Linked DNA regions of Gossypium raimondii: region 2 is linked to region 1. The links are chromatin contacts, called in public Hi-C maps. All regions are on one chromosome and are shown on one strand. The core of a region is the stretch at or near the end of the contact, and the rest is flanking DNA. Distances in the headings are between cores, read along the strand shown. Region 1 holds the start of LOC105798317 (serine/threonine-protein kinase BLUS1). Region 2 holds the start of LOC105798330 (DNA (cytosine-5)-methyltransferase DRM1).

Region 1 (4,549 bases), core at 1,661-4,160:
CTTTAGAAGTTGGAAATAGAGTTGTTGTCATCAGATTTGCGAAATCAAGTGTGGGGATTTACTCTGATAAAATATATGATATTATTTTAAATCAAGATAAATATATATACGAGTATTAAATATCTGCTTAAATAAATTTTTGAAAAGTGATAATGGCGAATATGTTAAGTATTCATATGGATTGATAAAATCCGAAAAAAAGGAAGATTCCAAGTAAGTAATTCTGAAACTTCAGATTTGTGATATGTTGTATGTGATTATATGATTTTTCTATTATCTGTGATGTATGTTTTCCTGATAACCATGTTATGTGATATATGGCGATTTTGTATATGCATGTATTATGACGTTGATTTGCTAATACTTTGATTCACATGTTAAGCATGTTATTATTCTGATTATGATTCACATGTTGAGCATGCTATTATTTTGATTCTAAATCCCATGTTAAGCATGCCACTATGTTAAATCGTAACGAGTTCTGAATCGCATGTAAAGCATGTCTACTGAAAAATTTGTTTTGTATGTCATATCACATGCATTGGGTTGGGATAATGTTGTACGAAGGAAGATAATAATTAAAATTTCTGGTGGCTTGAGCACAATATTCTGTATCTGGCAGTATATCTGCATTATCTAGTGGCTTGTTGGTTCGCGACGGAATTTGCAGGTATACATAGTCGTTATTAAGTAATAAGTAAGTACAAGAGTTATCGTCTCCACAAAGACTGTGTTTAAATCAATAGTTGCAAAATTACTATTCACAAGTTGGTTAAGAACAACACAATGATTTTGAGTGATTGGTGTCAAATTAAGTTAATTAACTAAATGCAAGTTAACCTAAATGCAAATGAAATGAAATGCAGGTGATGATTTAGCAGCGGAGATAGGTAGGAACTATTTTTTGAAAAATCTGCACTGTTTCTGAAAAAACGTTGCATTGACATCGTCATTATGCATTCTGATAAATGTGATTTTGTGGTTGTATATTTATGTATATATGCGATCTGTTAAATTGATGATGTTCTGTATTAATTTCTGTTGATATGATTTGTAACCACACTGGGCTTTAAAAAGCTTACCCCTTTAAGTTTTTGACTTTTCAGATAATAATCGAGGTTAAGATGAGCTCAGGTTACGAAAGTGCAGTTGAAAACTTTCAAGAAAACGATTACATTTTGGTACTTCATATTTTGAGATTTGTTTTTATTTTTGGGGACTGTAGCTTGGGACTTACTTTTGAATATTGGTTTTTGGATTGTTTCGCATGATTTGAATCCTTAAACTATCACCTAAGACGATGTATGGAATTGATAAGTAAAACTAGATTTTTCATAATAACGCCAAACTCAACTCAATGATTGTATTTTCAAATTCAATACTTCATTTTTTAAATTCAACACTATCTACTCATTAAATTGAGATTTTACAAGATATATTAACATATGTTTTCAAAGTGACAAATGTGTTTTGTTATTTTTTTCGCTGCGACATTTACTTGAAAAATTATGTTTTTTTGTAAACCATCAATACTTGAGTTTTTCTAAAGGTAAACAATTTTGACAATACTTGGCTTTTCTTTAAGCAAATCAAAATGGCATTTTAAAATGATAACGATTATTAAAAAGAAAATAGTTAAAAGATTTTTTGCGCTAGCAACATGACCAATGTGACCTTTGAGATTCGGCCATAATGTCTAGGCCAGGTTTAGGGGTTACAGTTTTAGTGAGTATTTGTTAAAAGAAGGTTATAAAAATAATCCAATTTGTCTATGTGTCTTTATAAAAAGGTTTGGATCATATTTTGTGATAATTGTTATTTATGTTGGTGATATAAATATTATTAGAACTCCTTAAGAGTCTCCAAATGCAGTAAATTGTTTAAAGAAAGAAATTGAGATGAAAGATCTTGAAAAAATAAAGTTTTGTCTTAGCCTACAGATCGGACATTTAAAAGATGGAATTCATGTCCATCAGTCAACTTATACAAAAAATAATTTTAAAAAATTTTACATGGATAAAACGCACCCATTGAGTATCCTGATGGTTGTAAAATCATTAGATGTTAATAAAGATCAATTTCGTCATTTGAGAATGATGAAGAATTTATTGGTCCTGAAGTACCATATCTAAGTGCCATAAGGGATAATTGTTTTAATTCCATGATTAGGGAAAAAATTGTATACATTCTTAATTAATATTTAAAATAAATAAACGAGATAGATTGTGATTTCTTAATCTGCTTTATTGAGTTAAAAACTTCATCATCAATATAAAATTATGCAAAATTGTAGTATTGTTTTAACTTTAGTTATGGAGCTAATATATTTCGGTATAAGTATACGGACACTAATCTTCAAATTAAGTCAATCGATCAATCAAATTACTACTTTAAGATATAATTTGTGTGGACTCAAATTGATTGACATTAAATTTAAAGTTTGATCTTCATGTTTAAAACTTATTCTCTTTTCTAATTTAATGATTGTAATATTATTATTTGTTTGAATCCAATTCGATTCGAGCGGACTCAAATTTTGAAGTATTAATATAAGCGAATGATGTATAAATCAAGAAAATTATTGAAGCCATTTTTGAGGATGACACTAGGGTTGACCAAGGGAGGCATAACAGGTGATAGCAATCACCTATCTGATAAATTGGCCCGATAAAATCACGGAACCCGCCCCAACAACGATATTTTCACCTACTAAAGCGAGAACCCCCAAAATCTCATCTAAATCGGGTCGGGTCCCACTTAAATTGGCATAGTATTTGAACTTTTGCTTCTCCTCTCATAATAATAATAATAATAATAATAATAATATTTTTTTATCTCTTTATTTTTAGTCTCCGAAAAAAAACAAAAAGAGCTTAAAAAATTCAAAAAAGGAAAATATTTTTACTTATTTATTTTCTTTGCAAACTGTGAAACTTGGAAGATTCGATCCAAGGACCTGAAACTCGAAGATTTTTTTTAATTAAAATAAATTTTTTTATTTTTTATTAAAGTTTATAATATTTGTCAACCAATAATTATCATCGCCAAATCGTCATCGTTAGAGACGTCTTTGAGAAGAAGAAGAAGAGGAAAGACGAGGAAGAAGAAAATATCTGAGAAAATTGAAATCGAGTCTTTAATCGACTTGAGGTGGTGGTGTTGGGTTTCGATTTGTTTAATGCAAATTTTATATTCTGTTTTCAGATTCAGCTCTGATTTGAATCTGCTGAAACCCTAGGTTTGTATCAAATCTGTGAATAAGTTTATCTTGCTCTTTTTTTTTCTTCATATGTTTTTATTGAAATTTTTTAGTTAGTTGTTTGAAATTGATGAATTTTGGCATGCTTTTAGTATTAGATTAGTTGTTTTGTAGAGGAAATGTGGAAGCTTTGGAGAGATTTTATGAATGCTATACTATTTTGATAGTTAACAGTTACAATTTAGGCTATCTGAACTGTTGTTCAAAAGCTGAATTTTCTGTTCAAAGAACTAGTTATTTGAATTGATTCTTAAAATTAATTGTTGCAAGGATGGGTGTTGAGTTTCCATGGTTTTTATTAGAAATTTTTCTTCTATATCATCTAATTGTTTTAATTTCTATAGGAAGGTAATTTTTGCTTATTGGTTTTAATGGCTTTGGAAAAAGGGTCCGTTTGTAAAGAAGAATTAATTCCATTTCTTCTTGGGGTTTTTACAGGTTAAAACTACCCTACTACCAACTGCCTTCCGTACATCCTTTTAATTTTTTGGTTAGTTTAAACGGAATTTTGGTTAGCTTTTGAGTGCATCTATTAGTTTTTTGCCATACAACATTTGCTATTCTTTAGGTTTCTATTTGCTATCTGGGGAAAACCACTTTTCTCATAGGCTTTGCTGATAGTTCAATGACAAGAGTACTTGGTTTGATGTGCAAGGTCTTCTGTGCTGTTAACTAGGATTGGGTTTAACTGGATCTGCATGCAATGGAGCGGACTGGGTAAGCCTATTACCTTGATGAAGTCCATGAACTTGTAAACTGTTGTGTGCTAAAGAAGAGAATATGCTACCAAATTGGAAGAAGCTACGCATTAGATTGACAGTCCAATCTTTAGTTGAAAGTTTGTTTTTGTTAATTGGAACATATAAGAGTAAAGAGGGTGGGTGGTAATGGTATGCTGTGAAAAGAAGCTATGGAGCAACCTTTTGAGAAACGTTTTCCAGTCAATGCAAAAGATTACAAGTTATATGAAGAAGTTGGAGAAGGTGTCAGTGCCACTGTGTACAGGGCTTTATGCATTCCACTTAATGAGATTGTTGCTATCAAGGTTCTTGATTTGGAGAAGTGCAATAACGATCTGGTAAGTACGGTATTTAATAATCTATCACTTGGGAAGCATGCTTACTTATGATTTCTCTTTCAAGTCCCTGCAGCTCTATGGCATAAAGAGTTGACATCACTTTAAGATTTTTGATCATGAATGATGCAGGATGGAATTCGTAGAGAGGTCCAGACTATGAGCTTGATTGATCACCCAAATTTATTACGGGCACATTGCTCATTTGCAACCGG
Region 2 (4,722 bases), core at 516-3,015, 380 kb after region 1:
TCATTTAGATGTTCTTTTATTTCTTTTATGTATTTTTATGAAATTACAATTTTTAAATTGACCCTTTTCTTAATGGAAATCTATTTTCTATTTTTTTAAAAACTATTTTGATACTTGTATACCATAATTTCAAATTTTAAAAGTCATATGGAATATACAATAAATTCAGGGTAGCAAGGGGTTGGTAGGAGTTGACCCCTAAAATAGATTTTTTTTATTTAGACAGTTTATTTTTGAAAATTTTAAATTAATCAAGTTAAAATTGTACTTTAATCCTCCCTAAAATGATAAAATTCTATTTAATCATTTTAAAAATATAAAGATGTAATGTATTCAAAAGATAAAATTATATTTTTACTATCGTAAAAATTAAAATATAATTTCGACTTCCTATAATTTTTTTATGTCTTTGTCTCCCACTAAGGGCTTGTTTAGTAGTACTTAAAAAAAACACTTTTAGCTTGAAAACATTTTGAAAAAAAACTATGCTAAACAAGTTACCTTTGATTGAAATTTTGACTTTTAAAAACACATTTGAAAAACACTTTTGAAGATGAAAAGTATTTTTGGTGCTTAATTATTTTTCACCCTCCAACAACATATTACTTTTCCTCCTCCTTTTTTTCTTGGTACTTAATTTCACATATGTTAAATTCATTAATTAAAATAAATTCTTTTTAAAATAATACAATTGTGTTAATATTAAATGGTTTTATTTAAATATTCACAATATAATTTATATATTATAATTAAATTTTATAAATAATTAATATTTATTGCTTAAAATATTTAAAATTTATATTTCATATATTAAAATATTAACCACAAGTTATAATAAATTATTTTTATATTCTTATTAAAATATAATAATACTAACTAATTTAAACATTATTTAAATGCATATCTGCTACTCGATAATACCATATCTAAAATAGATATTTTATTTCGAAAAGTATTTTTTAATAACAATACTAAACCAAAATTTTCAAACCATTTCTCAAAAACATTTTTTAAAAGCATTATTAAACTAGCATTAAATTAGGACAGTTGTGGAAAATTTTTATGTAAAACATAAACAAATAATAAGTTTTAAGTTAAAAAATTGGAGTTTTTAAAAATCAAATAGCGTCCATGGCGTCCAATAATTTCAATTCAACAGCCAAACAGGCCCGAGATTCGATACTTTCACTTCCATCTATACGGTCTCGTCAACTCTCAACTAAAGTGGGGAAAAGATAATCTCACATGCGTGTGGATGAAAATTAATATATATTAGATAATTTAATTAATTTGAATTAGAATTAGAATTATCAATACAATTTATAAAAATAAACTTAAATTTTAATTTATTGATTGGGTGTTCGCTTTTTTAAAAAAAATTTGAATTTAAATTGCTATAAAAAATTTAAAACAACTTAATTTAATTAGAAGGATAACCAGTTTATAACTGAACTCCAACGACCTCGCAGTGGCACGATTATTCCATGCTACCTACAGAGGAAAACGGAAAACTGCTGCAAATTTTAACTGCGTTAGATTTTATTTATTTATTAATCTACTTTACTTTTCACTGCCCCTCAAGAATTCCGATTCCCTTTTTATTTATAATATAAAAAGAAATAATATAATATTTTTATAAATAAAGAATTATAACACTTTTTTTTCTAATTAAATATATTATTTTTAACACGTAAATAAATTATGTCATATTTTTTCAATAAATTATTATAAATATTTATAAATAATTACATAGGTGACTTTCCAAACACAATCATAGTTATAGAAAAAAATTGAAAAACCCTGTGAAAACTGAACCCACAGCTCCTCGTTTCCTCTTCTTCTCCGTTACCGCCGTTGGGGCTTCCCCTATGTATATTTTATTTCTTTTTCTCCACCGGTAACTTCTGTGTCAGAACTCGTCGACGATCGCCGCTGCTGCCGTGTATCCTTCTTCTTTCTTTGTCCTTTCCTCCATTCTCTTTCCTTTTCCTCCTTCTGTTTTTTTTCTTCTCTTCTCAGTTCTCCCGCTGCCGTGTCCGTCGGTTTCCGCCGGATCTGATCTCGTATTCAGTGTCGGAAATCCGTGTCGGATCGTGTCGACACTGGTACGGCACCCCTAATTGCCGAGTCCGGGTAACGGAGTTCTGATAAGTTTTCATTGTTTCTTTTACAGGTTAAGAAACTGTTCTTGGGCTGTACTATAGCTCAAGGAAAATGGTACTCTCAAGTTCTATTACTTTTTTATTCCTTAATGTTATGTGTCGTCGTAATATTCTTCCTGTATTTTTCTAAAAATTCTCATTTGTGCACTAGGCTGTCAGTTGGCTAAAAGAAATGAAAATTCTTTAGTTATTTAATCTTATATATATTGTATTTGATATTATGAATTTGTGTGTGGTTTTGTAATTTTTGTAGGATCAAAATGGTTCTGGTGGTGATGCTGATAATTTTGACTGGGATACCGAAGATGAGCTGGAAATTGATAATTATGCAATCGCCTCTCGCTCAGGAGTGTCACTTACCAATGGGGAAGCTGTTTTAGGCACAGCAGAGGTACTTGCCCATGCATAATTGCATCACATGGCATTCTGGAAATTTTAACATGCAAATCGTTTTAATGATTATGAAAATTATCTACGATGAAGTTTTCTTTCATTTTTAATTTCCAAAGAAACATTATAGATATTAATTGATGAGTTCCTATGGGAATTTTCTCTGGAGGTCACTGTAGTTTCGCATCTCCTTTTCATGCACTGCTTTATTTAGTTGATGACATTACTAATGTCCCTGGCTTAAATTTCATTGATTAGCCTCCATAGCAATGAATATGTATGCCAAAACGAACTCACGGTTAACTTTTATTGTCTCAAGGTGAGCTCGTCTGCAGATTCTCCGAATTCCAAGTTAATTGATCATTTTGTTGGGATGGGGTTCTCCCAGGAACTTGTTACGAAAGCAATTGAGGAAAATGGTAAAGCTTCTAGGTCTTTACTACTTAGAGCACAAGTTTCCATCTTAACTCATTTATAATCCTGCTTTCCTATTGTCCAGGAGAGGAGAATTCAAATTTGATACTTGAAGCTCTCCTTCGGTACTCTGTGAGTTGTACATCCTATTTAAAGATGCTTATTAGTTACACACCCCTTGATGATAGAGAGCTGCTGCGGCTTTTGTGGTGGAACTGTTACTGTTAAATTACTGACGTTTTAGTGTGCAGATTTCATAATAAGTTCTTGATTTCTCTTTTTCGCATGCAGGCAAGCTCGTTGGCTAGTTCTTCCAATTCCAAGTTGATTGATCATTTTGTTGGGATGGGATTCTCTGAAGAAATGGTTCTCAAAGCGGTTCAAGAAAATGGTAATAGTCCTTTCTCATTTTATTAGACATCACTTTTGACCTCTATTGCTTTATCTGTGGTCATGTCTATATTTTCAGGAGAGGGGAATACAGATACCATATTGGAGACTCTATTGACATATTCGGTAAGCTGTACACCTGAAACCTTTGTTTAGTTATTTCTGAAGCATTTATTATTTGTTTGGGAAAGAAACCTATTGACGTTACTTGGAATCTTGATATTGATGCAATAACAAGTCAACATATTCAGTGGTTCAGGTCATATTGACAATCCTCCCCAAATAGAATCATCTTTCCGTTGTTGAACTATCTAGCAAATTAGTTGTTTGCTCTCTCTGTTATATCATGAATGATTAATTTAAGATTGCAGGCTCTTGAAAAGTCTGCTCCTGTGCAACAACATGCTGATTCTGATGACTTCTCGTCAGATTGTGAAGGGAATTTTTTGGATGATTTCACAGATATTGATAGTTCTTCTGATACCGAGGTATCTATCCTTTAATGTTACATTTGCACAATTTGCGGAAATTTCTAAAAGTTACCTTTTGTGAATACAATGAGAAAATTTAATTTTAAAAGCTGTTGTGCTTTAGTTTTCTAGCCACATGGATAATAAAATGTGGCCTATAGTCATTGATTTGCCTTTTTCTTTTTATAGATTTTATAATTTAGTTACTGAATAGTTATGTATTTTATCGCATTTTACTTGTAGATTATTTATGTATGTTGTTTCTTTTTGTATTTCTGTGCTCTAGGAAATAATTAATACTGGTTCTGATGAGGAGAGTAAACTGTTGTACTTGACAAAAATGGGGTACTCAGAGGCTGAGGCTTCAGTAGCCATGGAGAGATGCGGTGAGTGTTTTTATTTTTTTCAGAGGAAGAACAACAAAACACAACTTTAGATTTGGTGCCATGTTAAGCATCCTACACAACAGATTGATTACATGCGAAGGACATGACTTGAATACAGGACCACACGAAAGCGAATAATTAATAGATGTGGAATAACACCACTTAACATAAAGTATCAAAATTGGAATTCCCAATAACCCATTGCAGACATGATAAATTTGCTCCAAGGGTCTGTACTTGTAGGGAAACCCAAGTGTTTTCTTTAACCCAAGGTTTCAGTAATTAACTTTCTCTCTCTTTGGCTTCCATCTTTATAGGAGAAGATTGTGATACTTTGGAGGTTTTATCCTAAGTCTTTTATGTTGCAAGAGGGGAATGTATTTCTTGCACTAACATTAGCTCTTCAAATATTGCAGGTCCAGACTCATCAATTGCAGAGCTGACAGACTTTATATGTGCTGCTCAAATGGCTAAGGCTGCTGATGCACTTTTCCCTGTTGAAGACAGGGT

What was found. Hi-C and Micro-C count contacts between places; a contact is called where the count stands out from the background.
Region 2: a Hi-C map of leaf shows a contact between it and region 1, with 2.2 times the contacts expected there. The contact joins the promoter of LOC105798330 here to the promoter of LOC105798317 in region 1. A contact is called at or near these places in 2 of 2 Hi-C or Micro-C datasets (both in leaf).

The regions. Positions count from the first base shown.
Region 1 is chr9:7,845,625-7,850,173 of ASM2569854v1, forward strand. It overlaps LOC105798317 (serine/threonine-protein kinase BLUS1), which reads left to right and starts at 2,911. Exons shown (of 22, transcript XM_052620770.1): 1 at 2,911-3,238; 2 at 3,698-3,749; 3 at 3,915-4,337; 4 at 4,467-4,549. The coding sequence starts at 4,170.
Region 2 is chr9:8,222,047-8,226,768 of ASM2569854v1, forward strand. It overlaps LOC105798330 (DNA (cytosine-5)-methyltransferase DRM1), which reads left to right and starts at 1,766. Exons shown (of 11, transcript XM_052620804.1): 1 at 1,766-2,217; 2 at 2,416-2,553; 3 at 2,872-2,971; 4 at 3,052-3,098; 5 at 3,258-3,357; 6 at 3,436-3,482; 7 at 3,728-3,844; 8 at 4,113-4,212; 9 at 4,629-4,720. The coding sequence starts at 2,215.